2 separate regions of the Sus scrofa genome follow, and region 2 is linked to region 1. Evidence: chromatin contacts called from public Hi-C data. All regions are on one chromosome and are shown on one strand. The core of a region is the stretch at or near the end of the contact, and the rest is flanking DNA. Distances in the headings are between cores, read along the strand shown.

What was found. Hi-C and Micro-C count contacts between places; a contact is called where the count stands out from the background.
Region 2: a Hi-C map of skeletal muscle shows a contact between it and region 1, with 7 times the contacts expected there. The contact joins the enhancer-like site here to the promoter of TLE4 in region 1. A contact is called at or near these places in 4 of 47 Hi-C or Micro-C datasets (embryonic fibroblasts, psoas muscle and skeletal muscle) and 1 of 2 datasets of contacts at active chromatin or transcription factors (skeletal muscle).

The regions. Positions count from the first base shown.
Region 1 is chr1:232,354,602-232,357,576 of Sscrofa11.1, reverse strand. TLE4 (transducin-like enhancer protein 4) reads right to left here and starts at 1,618. Exons shown (of 20, transcript XM_001924195.6): 1 at 727-1,618. The coding sequence starts at 771.
Region 2 is chr1:232,736,121-232,738,820 of Sscrofa11.1, reverse strand. All of the region lies in intron 2 of LOC102167422 (a long non-coding RNA gene), which reads right to left. Among named protein-coding and RNA genes, the nearest start is that of NPAP1, 340 kb to the left of the region's middle. Within about 2 kb of position 1,275, at least 5 of the 83 cell types and tissues checked have an H3K27ac peak or open chromatin away from gene starts, as enhancers often do. A contact at or near this core is called in skeletal muscle, where this site is marked.

The DNA.
Region 1 (2,975 bases), core at 369-2,868:
CAAAGAGCGATTAAAACTCTCCTCCTGCCCCCTCCCCTGGCCGCAAAGCCCAGTGGAGGCTGCAAGCGGGCTGGCCAAGGGCCCCCGCGTCCTCTCGCCCGCTCGGGCCCCCCAAGGGTTCGAGACCCCCGCTCTCCTCCTTCGCCGGCCGTGAGCAACCACCCGGAGCGCCGCGCCCACTGCCTCCCCACCCGGAATCGAAACGGGCCAGTCGGGGGGACGCGCGCCATGGCGTCGAGCCGCGGTCAGGTCGGGGGAGGGGGCACGCAGCCGCCACCCTCCCCGGCCGACTGGTTCGCTCTTCCCCTGGGCGTGCGGCGCGAGTGGAAGGCGTCCCGCACTCCCGAGCCGCTGCCGGACCCGCCGCGCCGCCGCTGAGGGCGCCCTCCCCGCCCCGGCGCGGAGTCGCGCCTCCTCCATCGCTAGCCACCCCTCCTAGAGGAGTCGCGGCGCGGGGACGACAAACGGCTCCGCGCGCCTTCCAGGGGCTTCAAAGACAACAATAAGAAAATGGCTACAACTCTGTTGCCTCTCCGCACCCTGGCTCCGAAAGTGCCACTGAGCCCGGGGGGAGAGGTGGTGGGGGCGGGCGACTCCCCGGGCAGGGAGCCGGGTTCGGGCCGCCCTCCACGCCCCTCTGGTCACAGACACAACTCGGCACGCAGGGGGCGACGCGGGGAATCCCCCGGCGCTCGGCGAGCCCGCGCCCCTGACGCCCGCACTCACCGGGTGTCTGGTCTGTGGGTACATCTTGCTCAGGTCGCGAATCATCCAAACCGATTTAGTTGGCTACGCTGGGCAGAAGCGCGCGGCTCATTGGCTTTAAAGGCCCGGAGGAAGAGGCGGCGGAGGCGGCCGGCCGGGTCCGAGGGGCGGCTCGGGCGGTCCTGGCCCCCGCCGGGTCTCGCGTGACGCGGGCGGCAGGAACGCGCGGCAGCGGCGGGCTGGGTGCAGACAGCCGGGCCCCTCTGCATTCCCCGCGGGCGTCACTGGCCCGCCGCGGGCATTGTCCGGCGCGCGTCTCCCGCGGCAACGCTCCGACGTTCGCTCCGCCGAGGCGCGCCCGCCGAAGCTGGCGCCGCGGCCGCGCCGCTCACCCAGCCGGGAAAGTGCGAGCTCCGCGTCCCAGCGCTTGCCGGCAGCGCCGCCCGCTCGCTCACTGGCTCGCTCGGCGTCCCACTCCAAACTTTTTTTATTTGTCTTTTAATTGGTTGTTATTCCTCCGAATGAATGATCTCTCTCTTCTTTCCTAAAAGCAAACACAAACTCCTTTGGTTCGGAAGAGATCTCGGCGGTGCTTTTTGGTTTCTCTGGAGATTTTTTTTCACCTCACAGCAACGATCTTTTAAAAGGCACCTTTTAGCTTCTTTTACCACATCTCATTTCCTTATTTTTCTTCCTTCCTGTTTTCTTGTCTTTTTAAACCCCAAATTGGAGGGGATTATAAAAATAAAAGAGAGTGAAACGCTTGCGGCTTTAAAAAAAAAAAAATCTCTCTCCTTTCAAACTCTGCGAACACCACCTCAAAATAATATACAAGTGTGTGAGAGGGGGAAGAAAGCAGCCAACAGCCCAAACACCCGCTCGGAACAGCTCTAACAACACGTTCGGTGTAGGTGACTTCTTTGACCAAATTTAGCAGCGGCTAATCATTAACATTCTGATACATATTCACAACCGTCCGTGGAGGGCCCGCGAAGCATCCCGGGAGATGTAGTCCGCCCCCGGCGGCCGCAGCTGAGGATTCCGCCAGATTGACTACAATCACCGGCCCGCCACGCGACCACTCTGGGGTGCTCTCCAAGAGCCCCTCCCACCCCCTGCGCAGTAGGCGTCTCCAGCAACCAATCAGAGATGGCTGAACATTAATCGCTGTTCTGTGTTACTGCCCATCATTTCACTGTTGACAAATGGCAAGCTAGGGGGGAGGAGCCGGCGGGGTTGGAACCCACGTGGGGGCCGGGCGTCGTCCGCGGCTCGGACCAATGAATGGAACGTTATGGGGTTAGCAGAGGCGGGGCGGAGATGGCCCGCCCAAGGCGGAGCTTCGCCTTGGATGACGTTCCTTAGCGCGAGCGTTCGAACCGAGGAAACATTTGTTCGGCTGTCAATCAAAGTAACGTGGGCCTGGGAGAAGCGGTGGCTGCTGCTGCTGCTGTTGCCTCTGCCCTGGCTGTATCTTCAGAACTGGGTGTTGGTGGCGATGGTGGCGGCAAAATAAAGAGGGTGGAGGGGGCGGTGAGACTGGAGGCTAGTCAGAAGATCTTCCGAATTCGGGTTCTCGCACCCGCCCCGCTCCAATCTAAACACCCTCGGCCCCTTGCTCCCGGCCGCGCCAGGAATGCGGACTAATTAGGGTCCAATGTCTCCTTAAAGAGACAAGCTCGGCCTTGTGTAATGCTCCGAAACCCCTGTTGAGACAAGAGAGGGAAGATCACGCCGATCCCACTTCGTTCAGTTCACATCAATTTTACGCGCCGCTGGAGCCGGCATAATTTTCCGTGTGAACGCTGATTCAGGCCCCTGTTCTTGTTTAGAGCTGGAGACTAAGCTGCAAGATGCTGACTGGGACGAGGGACGGGGACGCGGGGCGGGGCAGGAGGGGGGGTTGGGGAGGGCGTCTCTCGGAGTCCCTAGTGGGCTACGATTGCAGTTTAATCCGGTAGAGGGGCCTCCTCCCCCAAGCAACTCTTCAAGGAAGCTTTCCTGGACGTTTCGACCAGGGGTCCCGAGGGCGTAACCGTGGAGTTTCGGGGTGGGGCTGGAGGCCCCAGGGGCAGGGGTCGTCAATTCCCAAAAAAACTTTTTCGAGGGGGCTACCCGCAGTCCACAGACTGTCAGTCGGTCCACACGAAAGTAGCTTCATCTAGGTGCTACCCTCCAAGCACTGAAAAGAAAACGGCCCAGCGCGCCCAGAGATGCTCCCTCCTCTGGGTCAGTAGGATGAAGATTACCCCTCATTTTCCCGCTTTCTG
Region 2 (2,700 bases), core at 26-2,525, 380 kb before region 1:
ACAAGCCACATGGCCTACTTCAATAAGTCCCCATTACTGCCGACTGCACTGCTTTCGGAGCCAAATCCCAAGGGCTCCCAAGATGGATCATTCAATCTTCTGAGTAATCAATCCCAAGAGCCTGCCGATCTGACCCTGCTCAGCTGAGCTGAGGAGTGGCCTGCCTCGTGGCCATGGCGGCCTTGGACTTGGGGAAGCGGCAGCAACACATATTCTCCAATTTCCAAAGCCTCTCCACAGATATTTGGAAAGGGCAGCAGGAAGGTGTGAAAAACAGAAGCAGGGGCTGGGGGAGGGGACTGGGAGATTCGATCCTAAACAGGTTTCACTTAAAAAAGGAAAATGGTTATATGACTCTTTGCAAAAACCTCACGCTCCACAGTGCCCTTTGGGGAAACTTGAACCTCCCAAATATGTTGTCAGACACTGAACCCACACCCAGAGTGTTAAGTAACACTGGCTCTTGGACAGAAAAGTGTCACCATTCCCTCCTCCTGGCTGGTGTCTTTAAATAGCTCCTCTTATTTACGGGTGTACATAGTGTTAATGTCCTTCAGTTGCTCTATTTTCAAGGATGGAAAAGCAGTTGCTAAGCATTTCTAAATGACAGCCCCAGGGTTCATTAAAAATATGGCAAACATTTGCTAAGCTCATTAAGTGCAATTTTTGTGTGTGTGTATCAGATTCCTCCTCTGCATGTTCTGCGTGACCAAACATCTATTAACCCTAATCCCATTGATGAGTCTGATACATTCAAACCGGCAATTAGACAAAACAAAAGGGATATTTATGGAGAGACTCCTAAATGGGCTTTCATATTGGTCTAAGCTGTTTCAAAACGACAGTTTAATTCCCCTCTGTTAATCCCTTGCTTCCAGAGCACTCCCTTTGTTTGATTATAGGCTGTCAGATTCAGGGATTCTGATTGAATCAAAATTTGAGGCAAACTAGAAACACATAATAATTATGCCATTTAAGCCCTGTTGCCTACTGTATAAGCAAACCAAGTGCTCTACAGATGAAGACTCCTTAAGCACAAAAGATTTCCAAATGTGCTGCTTGTACAATTAGATACCATAGAATCTGAATTAGGTGGTCATTGCCTCTGATCCTTTCGAAAATCCTCCATTTGATGAATTTGGTGGTAAAATACCGTGCATTAAATCTGTTGACTAGGCAAAAATATTTTAGGAAGAGCTCCCTCTGCTCTTCCTCCCCTCCACCCCATCGCCTCCCTCCTCAACCACAGCTGTGGACTTGTCTGACCCACAGTGGTTAATCTGAGCACCAGCTCTTATTTGGCCATTCCAGCTTTCCATTAACTCAGGGCCACGGGGGTGTTATTATTAGAGGCGGAAAGGATTCTGCATCACTTACATGGTGTAAAGCTGGACAAATAAACAAGTACTGACTATGGATGTCTCCCAATCACACTGGGCCTCAATTTTTGAATGTGCTCTTTCAAATAGCAAAATGACCCTTCTCTAGCTTGTAAAACCTCTCTTTGTTTTCCCTCAAAGAGAAGGAAACTCACCCAGAGGAGAGGACTTTTGACAGAGTTCCCCAGCAGTAACATCATTTTCAAGTGGCTCTTGACCAGCTGAGCTTTTTCAAAGTGTAACTTTTATAGCCACAAAGGATCATGTCTTATTTGGGTTCATTAAATTTCCTCTTACTTTGCAAAGGGCTGACCAAGCTCGCAGCTGCCGAGAGAGAGAAGCCAGCCCTTCATCATTCTTCAAGTTGATTCAGCACTGGTCAGGGCTCTATTTGAAAGCCCTACCCAGATTTAGACCTCATAATTTAGTCTCTGTTGGAAATGGGAAAAAGAAGAAGAAGAAGAATATCCTTGTTCTAGTAAGAACTAGATCTCCTTTGGCTACCGGTGAAAGTTGGGGTAGAGCCAGTGTTGGCAATGAGACACAAGCTGACTTATGGAAGTGTCGCCTGAGTGAGGTCAGGTGCTGAGGCTTACAGTGAGAAACTATCATGGAGCAAAGAGAAAATGAAAATGAATTTAACAAGAGTCAGACCGTTAACGCAGAAACCTCCTCACCTCCTTCTGCTCTCTCTCCTAGGAACTACATTTCCCAGCATTATCCACCTCTAAGATTTTGGGTTAGATGCTTCCAAGGAAAGCTTCCCACTTATCATTTGGAAAGCAAAGAGAAGCCTCTTCTCTCCAGAAGCTACTGTGGCCTCGGTAACTTGACGTCTCAGTGTCCTATCAAAAAATCACTGCAAGGTTGCCACAGCTTCCTACACTTTCAGATTTCTTGAGCACCAGCCATTCCCTCCAAGCCTAAGCTCCCAGACTTTCTCATGGAGATGCAAGCCTCTAATTCCTGTGTTAAGATACTTCCTACTTCAATTACTGGCTGGACCCTGACTGATACAGGTAATAGATGCCTGGAGCTAGGAAAGAGAGCTGGGCTGACTGAGGCCAGATCACTTTGAAGAATGGGATCTGAAGCTCAGTGTGGAGAACCTTCTACTTCATTCACGTGTGCAAGCATCTTTTCAACAAATCTTCATGGAACACCTACAAAATCCTAACCCCTCTGGCAGAAACCAGTGCTAAAGAGATAAGCTCCCTAACCCATAGATCTTACAGTAAAACAATAAAATGCTTCCTTTAGCATTTCTGCTAAAGGAAATGACGGGGGCAAAGAGCTACAGCTGCCATTTGCAAAGATACTA